Linked DNA regions of Mus musculus: all the other regions are linked to region 1. Evidence: chromatin contacts called from public ChIA-PET data. All regions are on one chromosome and are shown on one strand. Each heading gives the region's core, a stretch centred on a gene start, on an enhancer-like site or on the middle of the called end of the contact. The rest is flanking DNA. Distances are from core to core; before and after follow the strand shown.

Region 1 (3,770 bases), core at 596-3,095:
ATCCATCCCTGAATAGGACTTTGTACAAAAAGGTAATAAAATATGAAAAAGGACATAAACTTTAAAACAGAATCATAAACTATATGTTAGCTAAAAGTAGCCCAGGAATGCTTAACTTCCTAACTTTGTTAACTGAGGTTACATGAAAGAACATCCTTGTCTTTTTAGACTACATACTGAAATACGAAATGGTAGAGGATGGCCACACGATTAAGCTTAAGTAATTCACAAACACCCTCTCCTTGCCCGCCCCCCACCCACGCACAATGTGACAGACATAGAGGCAGTACAAATGATGAGACAAGATACTATACTCTAGAGGGTATATGTGGATTCTTTGTATTATAAAACTTGAAATCAATTCATTGAAACAAAGAAAAATCTTAGACTTAAATATGGCCTGTTTAAATGACACACCATTTTAAAAACAGGACCATAAATGAATGTGGACTTGCCATGACCGCTGAGCTTTGTCCTCAGGTCCAGCTGTATATACTCAGCTTCTGTGGCAATTTTACACTATTAAGAATGCCTTCTTCTGGGCTGGAAAGATGGCTCAATGGTCTTCCAGAGGACCTGAGTTCAATTCCCAGCAACCGTATGGTGGCTCACAACCATCTGTAATGAGATCTGATGCCCTCTTCTGGTGTGTCTGAAGACAGCTACAATGTACTCATATACATAAATTAAATAAATAAATCTTAAAAAGAAAACAGAAAAGAAACCATTTGAACCCAGATACCACGGCTATGAACCTTGGCATCTGCCACTAATAAATTAACAAATAATTCTTGCTTCTGTTTTACCCACAAATTAAATTTCTGAGAAGACAGAACTTGTAAAGGACAGTTTTGTTGTTGTTTTTCCTACACTACCCTTAATTTTAGTCTGTTTTACTTAAGGATGGGTTTGTTTTGTTGTGAAGAATAGGACTGAAAAAACACTGGTACTATTTCTGCTGTGGATTGACTACCGGTTTTAAGCAAGCTTTTTCTAGAGTGATAATGGAGTTTGGGAGGACAATTTGTAAGAAGACATTAACATTTGGATCGTGTTATGGAGTTTAAGGTCAGAGGTGTCTGGGTTCCAAGGTCTGTGCTGCTGACAGCTCTCCACCAGCTCCTCCTTTAAAGTCTGCGTGGCTAAGCTAGAAATGGAGCAGACAGACAGACAGGGCAGACAGACCTTCTGATGGCCAAGGGGAGCAACAATGAGACAAAAGACAAAACCAACACAGTGACCTGGGCTTATTTCCCCATGACGCCTTCTGCTTAAGCCTTTGGCGCATTTCCTATACCAATTAGGAATTAGGAGCAAACATCCCATCTCTCAGTTCTGGTGAGGTCAGACAACATCAACGGCATCTCATCCTCTGTTTACAAAGAGGACCTGAAGATCTGGCATTGATTTGATGACTCCAGTAAGGGTAATAATGACTTACACAGTTTAGGTTCAAGAAACCAGATCTTTCATTTCAACGTATGGCTGGCAACCTTCCCAAACAACACCCAGACTGTTCAGAGTGCTGTGAATTAAGTCACAAAGTCCATCCTGACCAAAGAGCTCTTACGCAGAGAACCCTGGTCTGCCCCTTCCCAGTGCTTTAACATCTCCTCAAGGGGCTGCTGACTTGAGTGCAGAAGCCGCCTCCCACAATGGCAGGACTTTCAACCACAAGCCAAGGGAGCCCTCGGCTCCTTTCCACTTACACTTTTGTTTTACCGTTGGTAAGAGGAAAGAAAAGTCTTACTCTTTCTAAACAAAACCGCATCCTACGTTTGACTGAGAGCTCCAACTGTGACTTATTTACATGTGTGAAGCCCGAGAGGATGTGCTGACTGCTCATGCTCCTGCCTCCACCTCCAGAGGGCTGAGATCACAGGCACAGATCATCTTGCTCCATCCACTTCACGTGGCGCTAGGGGCCAACTCAGGGAAACGGCGTGCTGGGCAAGCAATCTACAAACTCAGCTATGTATGTCCTAAGGCCTCAAAATATTTTTTGTGCAGCTTCATTTTTTTTTAGAAAATTTGAAGTAGAAAATCTCATTATAATAAAAAAAGGCTTTAAACTTAAATGACTGAAACTTAAGTGATTTTATCTATGTATGCTATTAAACAATTTATAAAGTAGAAAACCATATATAGAGGCATACCCTAATGTTAAATGTTTTTTGGTTTTTATCTTTGGAAAGACAGCATTGCATGTTTTAACAATTTTCCGAAGGCCCCACAGCCAGGTTCCCTGCAGCAGGCATGGCCAGGGCTGGTGGTACCTAACAGCCCTTCCCGGAGCGGCTTTCCAGCACTCTCAAAATTCTTATGAAATGGGCTGGGCATGTATCTCAGGTGGCACACAGCGGAAGGGGTGGTACTACCTATGATCCCAGCACCGGAGGTGGGAGGAGGATCACAAGTTCAAGGCCACTCTCAGCCACACAGGAAGCTTAAGGTCTGCATGGGTTTCAGAAGACTGCATTCGGTAGGCCAGAGATGGAGACACAAGCCAGTAAGCTGGCGTGGCAAGTAAAGGCTGCTCACAGCACAGCCCGTGATGCACATTGGATGGAGAGTAAGGTGAAGGGAGAACATCAGCTCCTCTGAAGCCCACATGCACCGTCCCCTACCCAACAATAATAATGTATTTAAAAAGGAAAGTGTGTTAGGTAGACTTCTAACCACTTGACTCAAGGCAGAGTCCTCTAAGAAGAAAACCCAATTGAGAAAGGCCATCAGTGTGGCTGTCTTCAGACACACCAGAAGAGGGCATCAGATCCCATTACAGATGGATATGAGTCACCATGTGGTTGCTGGGGATTGAACTCAGGACCTCTGGAAGGGCAGTCAGTGCTCTTGACTGCTGAGCCGTCTCTCCAGCCCAAAACATTGGGCTTTTTTGTTTGGTTGATTGGCTGGTTGGTCTCTGGTTTTTTTTTCAGTGCTGAGTCAATTCTAATTCTATTCTAAATTTGATCACATATAACAGGACTCTCCAAAGTACACAAAATAGGTGGCTTGACTACTACACAGAATGTTCTGCAACATTTTAAAATATATTGCTATTTATTCTAACAACACATTAAAGACTTGACTATATTAACGTTGACATAAAGGACTGTAATTACCCTCGTGTAATTTTAAATTTTTGTTAAGTTTTGGGGTGAAGTAGAAGTAGTGACCCTAAAGTTATAAATATTTTTGACGTCTATATTCTTATGGATAATGTTACTTCAACCTAAAATTTTATTGCATCTCCAACAAGCCACTGATAGAGAAGGCCATGAGTCAGCAGGATCAGAGAAAACACAGCAAGCAGTCGGCATCTTCCAGGGTCAACAAGCTGTAAGACTTCAGTCAGCTCAACTTCTGCCCCAGGCAAGTAGCAGGCTGTACCGGTTAAGATTTTTGCTCCTACCACATTGGCTTAGCTTTATGATGCAAGTATTCCACAAGTCTAGAAATTTTGAAAAATGCCATTCAAACTGACTAAAAAATATTGAGATCAAAAGACACACTGATGAGCTGAGGTGTAAGTGAGAAGGGATCTTGCCGTTCATCAAGGACAGACACGTGCCGTCCTTTACATTTCATTACCAACACAGCAACTGTTTCTTCTTCAGTCGAGGTCTACAGCAGTCCTCCCTGCGCCGCTAACTCTATGCTCTACCGGCTAGGATCACGGTGTAAGCGTGTGTAAGCGTGTGGCACGGCTCACATGCAGAGGCAGAAAGACGAGTGTGTCTGTGTGTGCTGCTGTGTCAGTTCCAGGG
Region 2 (3,793 bases), core at 697-3,196, 86 kb after region 1:
TACTTATTTCGAAATTATTTATACAGCCAAAAGAAATGTAGACAATTAATTTGGGAGGTGGCTTGTAAGAGAACAGCAAAGAGTGAGACTGAAGGCTTTGCTTGATATTTATAATTATTGTATCAATTTTGAGAAGGGGACTTTATAAGTTACTCTTATTCTGAGATGAATGCTTTTCAAAATCATCATAGCCAATGAACCAGAATCTTACCCTCACCTAACGTCTGTGCCACCTTCCAAGCAGAGCCATTGTTCATTGAAACAGTTGATGAATGACTTCATGGATAGACCATCTTAATATACACACCATTTCTTAAACGAATGTAACCTGTTCCTTGTGGGCCAAGAATGATGACAATCACTTAGGTCAAATAGCTTTGACCATAGCAGGAAATCTGTATCCAAAAATCGTGCCTGCAATTCATTTCTTGGCACAGCAGAACTGTCAACTCTTAGCTTATCTACTATGGAGGTAAAATACTTTGGTGATGTGAGGGACATTGAAGTACAGCCTTATTACAATGAACTCCAATGTCCAAAAATTGTTCTTATTCTGTGTTTGTACCACAGTAAGAGCTAAGGTTTTAAGTTTTACTAAATTATAAAGATGTGATCAAATCTCTACTATGTCTTATTAAATATATCAACGCCATGAAGGTCAACACTTCCCAGAGTTGGGGACATAGTTCAGATGATAAGGTACTTATCTAGCAGGCATGAAGCTCTGAGTTTGAGCCTCAACACTGCTAAAAACTGGTGTAATGGCACTCTCCTGGACTCAGGAGGTAGATGCAGGAGGATCAATTCGAAGTCATCCTTGTTTGTGTACTGAGTTCAAATCTACCCTGGGATGCCTAAGACCATGTCTCAAAGCAAAAACCTCCCAGCCAGGTTTGGTGATGCTCACCTGTAATCCTAGCATCAAGAAGATAGAGGCAGGAGGATTACAGCAAACTGCAACACCAGTCTAGTAGGTTTGCATAGCAAATCCCAGACCAATTAGAAAGAAAAGAAAAGAAAGTAAAGAAGAAAGGGGCTAAAGAGATGGCTCAGCAGTTAAGAGTACTTGTTGCTTTTTAGAGGTCCTGGATTTCGTTCCTAGCATCCATGTTAGCTGCTAACAACCACCTGTAACTCCACTTCCAGAAGACCCAACACCCTCTTCTGACCTCCGCCGGCACTGCATGCCTGTGGTGCATAGACATACATGCAGACAAAACACCCATACACATGAAATAAAAATAAATCTATAAAAGAAAGCAAGCTCCCCCAAATACATTCCCAAAATAAATAATAAATAATAAATAAAAAACATATCCTATACAGCAATAGCTCAAATCCAGTCTTTGGAGCAGTTTACAATTCCTGTAACTATTGATGTGAGATGAAATTCTGAATATGTACACGCATGGGAGGAGAAATTACATATGGATGTGTGGTCAAATCAGAACTTAGGTTTTACAGCAGACATCAATGAAGCAGGACGGCTGACTGGCAGGAAGACATCTAGAACCCTGGTCCTGAGAGCACAGAGGAGGAACCAGGGATGCTTTGCATGTAAAGAGAACACTTTTGAAGACACGATAACGAGCTTCAATGGATAAAGCTCGATGACGCAATAGCATGGGTCACATATGGACTGACCATCAGGGAGAAGCAAGGACCCAGACCTTGTTAGATTCTGGTCAAAAGAAGGAATCACTTTCCTGTTATTAGCAAGAAGAGGAGAACAGGTAAACTGTGAGTCACAAGAGCAAACCCTGTGGACGGTTCCCTTGGAGGAGCCTCAAGGACGGATAGCTGGCCATGTTGGAGCCAGCGCGCCATGCCTAGGCTGGAGAGGGAGATGGGCGCTGAGAGTGCATCTGCGCTAGGGCACTGCTTAGGCAGTGAGCTGGTGGTTCAGCCTCAGCGGTCCATGTGCAGGATGTGGCTATTCTACGTCTATGCAGTTCAGACGCTTCCTGTGCGGGGATGTGGGAACCTTCTGCAAGGCACATCGGAGGAAGGCTCTTAGCTGCAGTGCGGTTTCCTTTGTGCTTCTGAGTTTCAGACAAGCTATCACGCCTGAGATATATTTGAACAGGGTACGTGATGCATGTGTGTGGCTGGGGATTGAATGTAGGGCCTCATGCAAGCTAGGCAAACACTGTAGCTCTGAGAAACACCCTGGTTGAACAGCATAGCAGTGCTGGCGTGGGTATGCTCTGTGATCTCAGCCATTTTTTAGTGGGATAAAGAGAGAGGGAGGAGCCAGCAGCAACTGTGAAAAGGCCACAGTTAGTGAAAAAACACCCGATATTAGCCTACCAACACTCTCTTTACTCAGACATGTTCTAGTCTCTGGAGCACAGCTGCTGTCTATACTGTAGTTGTCTATTGCATCTCTTCCAGAAGCGTCATTTACAACCCATGCAACTCCAACCAGCAGGTCAACAGGAAGGCAGGGACCCTGAAAGGGGCCAGTGAGTTTCTCACCACACCGGAGTTAAATATCCCTGACTCCCAACAGTCCAGCTGATGAAAAAAGAACGCTTTGTCTCTTGGCCTGATGGCTCTGCATTGGACTGGTTTTCAGGACAATCACCCCAGCTTGCTAATTCTCACACTTGCTAGTTGATTCCATAGCATTTTATTCTATTTTACATTATTCAGAGACAACTTAAGCAGTGTAACGCACAGATGGAAACTACTGAGTGCTTGCATCCCAATGTCTAGGCATTTTGTCTGTCTGAATGGTTTCTTTAGACACCTAATACATACATTAATAATCTCGCAACCAGACTCAATATCTACGATGCAAATTTGAATTACCTGCATACGAGTGAACACTCAGGCTAAAAGTCTTGTCATTTTCTGTTTGTTTATTTGTTTGTTGTGGTTTTTGTTTTTCAAGACAGGGTTTCTTTGTGTAGCCTTGGGCATTCTGGAACTCACTCTGTAGACCAGGCTGGCCTCAAACTCAACAATAAAAATTTTTAAAAGATGATCATTATCATCGTTATTTATGTATATATGTGTGCACCTGCTTGTCTCGGTGTGCACCACGTGCATGCAGTGTCTGTGGGGGCCAGAGGGGGCATAGGACCCCCTAGAACTGGAGGTGCTGTGAGGTGGTGTAGGTGTTGGATTACAAACCTGGGTCATCTACGGGAACACCAGTGTTCATAACTACTGCCCTGTCTCTCCAGTCCTCGCAGTCAATTCTTGATCAAATCCTTTTAACTCTACTTTCACAATCCGGTATGGGGATCCAGAAGATGCTGATAATCATGCCTGCGGCCCAAGCCGGGGACCAGAGTTTCATCCCAGAACTCACACAGATGGAAGGAAAGAACTGATTCCACGGAGTTGCCCTCCAACTGCCACATGTGCACTGTGGCATGTATTCTACCCCCAACAACAACCACAACAGTACTATCTATTATCTAGTAGCCGTATTACTATTATCTAGTGTCAGAACCTAATCTTTTCTCAGAGCATCCACAGACATCACCCTGGTTGAAATCTTCCACATCTTCCCCTATGTGATTATAACAGTTCCAAACCACCTCTGCCTCTGTCTCAGTTCCCTGCCTTGAAGGCTATTGCTGGGTAGAGCGTGCGGGTCATACTTGAGTCGTGTCATAGGATTCAAACTAGGGATCCTGATTTTAAAAAACTACAAGAGATATTGCTTTATTTTTCATGGTTTATAATGCCACATCTTATAATGTTGTTTTTATTTGAGAAAAACAACAACAACAACAACACCTTTTTTTTAAAGTTTTATTTATTTTTATATATTTGAATA
Region 3 (3,597 bases), core at 401-2,900, 120 kb before region 1:
CAGTGTTTCCTATAATAAACCATCCAGTGTAACACTAGTTCAAAGCACTACAAGCTGTGACACTGGGCGGGAATTGTTCACTTAGGCTTTCTTGTGGTGTACCCAGAAACGGAACGATTTTTCAAATTGTGGTTTAACCATGTTAGATGTTTTATTTCAGGGGAAGTATTTTGCTTCCTAAAAGAGCTATATCTTTAAGGAAATATAACTAAATAATACTTGGTGTGTATACCAAGAATATCTGCCAAGATAAAGTTCAAAATATTCAACAAATAGAAATTCTAAATTTGTGGTCTTTGTTCTCCTAGTTTGAACTAAATATAATATTATTCCACCTCGAAAGGGAAAGAAATCCAGAATTGGGCAGCACCTGCTGTCCTTGCAGAGGACCCAGGCTTGCTCCCCAGCACCTACACGGTAGCTCACGACGATCTGTAACTCCGAGGCATCCAGATCCTCTGACCTCCACAGGCACCCGGCATGCTCACGGTGCACGGTGCACACACGTGCACATGGTGTATACACACATGCACATGGTGCACACACATGCGTGCAGGCCCTACTCATCTACATAAGAAGTCTTTTATTTAAAAAGGAAATACATTCTTTCATATTCTATAATGTGTGTGAACTTTGAAGACACTATGCTACGTGAAATGAGCCAGTCACCAAACAGACAAAGCTGTCTGATTCCTTCTGTATGGGGTCCTCAAGCAGTGAGTCTCAGAGAAGCAGAAGTGAGGGGAGAAGCTGAGGCTGGGAGGGAAGGATGTGGGACATTATTCAGTGCATACGGAGTTGAGAAGCCACGAGGCTTGGGTGCACAGCAGTGTGAATGAAGGTGCTTCACACTGTGAACTGCACACTTAAAAAGGTATGCCAAAACGGTTTAGTGCATATATTTTCTTACAACATTTAAAACAAATATATACCATTAATTGCTTTCCAAATAATTTAAAGTTATATAAGTAATTTATTAAATCATTTAAATATCTTCCAAATCATTTGTTGGTTTTATGTCCTTGTTCATATAGGTTTTTTTTTTTCAACTCTCATATTTTGGCTGAGATTTGAAATAAAGAACAACATAAAAATCTCCCACTGTGTCCTTACTCGGTGCCTGGCATTTGGTTCTCAGCTCAGACATTGAGGCTGATCCAACGAGTCAGTATTCCCCACATGGCATGGGATCAGAGAGCTGGGGACAGAGCATGGCCCTTGGCGCTGCCCGCTCGCTGTGTCTCCGCTGGCCCCGCAAAGCAGCCATCCATTTGGGCATCGGGCATCGTTGTTCACTCCCGCCTCTGCCACTACAGCCCCCAGGACAGTGTTTGAGGGGCTTGTTTGTGTCTTGTGGAATAACATTATTATAGCTTTACCTCGGTGCTAGTATTCATTATTAATATAAAATATTCGATATTATTCACAAAGTGTTTAAGAGGAGGTGAGAATGACCCACCATCATGCTAATAGCGTCTGCCTTTATCGTGCAGGGATGAGTCAGCAAAGCCGACCTTAGCGTTGGAGTACACGTACGGAAGGAAGACCAAGGGGCACAACACGGTGAGTCCGTCCTGAAGTCCTGTCCCAGGCCTCAGGTGGGAGGCCATGGTGCTGAGATGGCTTACGTTATCTGCAAACAGGAAGCCCACCAGTGGTGCCTGGCACAGATGTGGGTTTTAACCTCACGTGCAGCTCAGCTGGCAGGAAGTCCGTGTAATCTGAGAGAACATTTCAGCTTTCTCTTTTGTACCTTAAAATGTTGAAAAGATTTATTTACAATGTCCGTACAGTTCTTTGGCCGACTTCTGCCCCTCTGATAGTGAGTTCCTTGTTTCGTGTGTGGTGTTTTCACTTTGGGGCTTGGGGTTTTGTCTCTTTTTCCACTCTGTATCTCAGACGGGCCTGAAACTCATTATGTAGCCCAGATGGCCCCAAGTTTGCAACTCTCCTGCCTCAGCTTCTGAGTATCAATAAGTTATAGACAGACATGTGACGGCAGGCCCAGCATGAAGTGAGATTTCTTTGGAGCTTGATGGTCTAGGGTTCTTTGATCACCTACAATATAGATGGCACTTTTTCTCTTTTTCAAATAAAAATAACTGCCTCCGTTCTCATAATTTACGAATTATCTCTAGACTTGCTATACGCACACTGTATGTGGAGCATACTTCCCCTTCTCCAAGCCTCCCAGAGCCTCCCCCCCCTCCACTCCCCCCCCTCCACTCCCCCAGCTTCAGATTCTTTCTCTCTCAAAAGTGGGGGGAGCTGAAGCAAACAAAAGAAAGACAAGAAGACAAACCCCACCAACAAAAGCCACACAGAAAAGCCTGGAATCACTGTATTTGTCCACTCTGCTCCTGGGCGTGAGGCCTGCCTGGAGCGTGCCTGCCTGACCTAGAGTAGAGTCACATGTGGTGTGGGGACAGAAATTCCTAGGGGACCATTTCTCAAACATAGGTGTGGGAAGAACAGGCCAGAGAAGGTCCTACTACTCCATACAAAAGCACATTTGTAGAGAATGATCTAGTTCCAATGTTCTCCCACTAGAGAGTGTCTTAAAGAACTGTTTGGTAGGACACACCCATGATCCCAGCACTCAGGAGGTGGAAGCAGGTGGATCTTTGTGAGTTCAAAGTCGGGCTAGTCCATGTAGTAAGCTCCAGTCCAGTCAGGACTGTGTAGTGAGCCCTTGTCTCATAAAATAAGAAAGGAAGGAAGGAAGGAAGGAAGGAAGGAAGGAAGGAAGGAAGGAAGGAAGGAGAGAAAAGAAAAAGAAAAAGAAAGAAAAAAGAAAAAGAAAGAGGGGAAGAGGGAGGGAGGGAGGGAGGGAGGGAGGGAGGAAGGAAGGAAGGAAGGAAGGAAGAAAGAAAGAAAGAAAGAAAGAAAGAAAGAAAGAAAGAAAGAAAGAGAAAAGAAAGAGTTATACGACACATAAATGTACAAGAATCGAAAGTGCCTGCTATTGGTTTCCAGATCTACCTACAAAAGTGGGTTATTAAAACTGGGAAATTAGAAGAAAAGGACACACTGAGATGCAGGAGGAGCATCTCATTTTGTGGTTCACATAGTTTATGATGTGAGCTATCCTTTTTATGGGAAACTTGAAACCGCTCTCACAATCTTGACTTCTGAGAAGGGCAGTAAAGCCTTCCTTTGTCACATTGTGAAGCAAAGGAGATTTTCCAGTGAAAACTGATTGATTCCACAAACATTAGTGATTGAGTATCAACAACAGTAAAATGGTTTTAGAGATTATGAGAATTTGTCCCGAGGAAAGGAAAATAGCATATATTCGTCTAAAATGAGCTTAACTACTATCCACCATCCTCGTTCATGGCAGCAGGCACATGAAATCCCAGGTGACGACTGCCTGTCACCTGTTTTTCCTCTAAACTTTGGACTGTAACACGGGGACTTTCTAAATCTCTTCTCAGAGCCTCACATCTTTGTCAGGTTAAATATTTTATTATGAGTTCTAGATGTAACACACAACAGCTCCTTGTACAGCACAAAAGTGCTTGCTCTTCAGAGCATTTGCTGACAATGGGGAGACGCCCCAGTGGGCAGTCCTGAGGGGTGGTCCTGGATCACACA

The links. ChIA-PET counts read pairs in DNA pulled down with a chosen protein or histone mark.
Region 2: an RNA polymerase II ChIA-PET map of memory CD8 T cells shows a contact between it and region 1, with 30 read pairs. The contact joins two enhancer-like sites. A contact is called at or near these places in 1 of 39 promoter capture datasets (the HPC-7 cell line), 1 of 15 datasets of contacts at CTCF or cohesin (pro-B cells), 16 of 484 Hi-C or Micro-C datasets (CD8 T cells, the G1E-ER4 cell line, the HL-1 cell line and 12 more), 3 of 115 datasets of contacts at active chromatin or transcription factors (effector CD8 T cells, epiblast stem cells and memory CD8 T cells) and 1 of 9 other capture datasets (liver).
Region 3: a contact with region 1 is called in an RNA polymerase II ChIA-PET map of memory CD8 T cells, with 11 read pairs. The contact joins two enhancer-like sites. A contact is called at or near these places in 4 of 39 promoter capture datasets (the 3T3-L1 cell line, hippocampal neurons and liver), 1 of 484 Hi-C or Micro-C datasets (nephron progenitors) and 2 of 115 datasets of contacts at active chromatin or transcription factors (embryonic stem cells and memory CD8 T cells).

Annotation. Positions count from the first base shown.
Region 1 is chr17:84,756,791-84,760,560 of GRCm38.p6, forward strand. The region is part of intron 14 of Lrpprc (leucine-rich PPR-motif containing); the gene reads right to left. Among named protein-coding and RNA genes, the nearest start is that of Lrpprc, 32 kb to the right of the region's middle. Within about 2 kb of position 1,846, at least 34 of the 459 cell types and tissues checked have an H3K27ac peak or open chromatin away from gene starts, as enhancers often do. A contact at or near this core is called in CD8 T cells, Th1 cells, effector CD8 T cells and 1 more, where this site is marked.
Region 2 is chr17:84,843,160-84,846,952 of GRCm38.p6, forward strand. No RefSeq gene overlaps it. Among named protein-coding and RNA genes, the nearest start is that of Gm46582, 29 kb to the left of the region's middle. Within about 2 kb of position 1,947, at least 75 of the 459 cell types and tissues checked have an H3K27ac peak or open chromatin away from gene starts, as enhancers often do. A contact at or near this core is called in CD8 T cells, Th1 cells, effector CD8 T cells and 1 more, where this site is marked.
Region 3 is chr17:84,632,026-84,635,622 of GRCm38.p6, forward strand. Dync2li1 (dynein cytoplasmic 2 light intermediate chain 1) reads left to right here. Exons shown (of 13, transcript NM_172256.2): 4 at 1,494-1,563. Among named protein-coding and RNA genes, the nearest start is that of Dync2li1, 7.3 kb to the left of the region's middle. Within about 2 kb of position 1,651, at least 45 of the 459 cell types and tissues checked have an H3K27ac peak or open chromatin away from gene starts, as enhancers often do. A contact at or near this core is called in memory CD8 T cells, where this site is marked.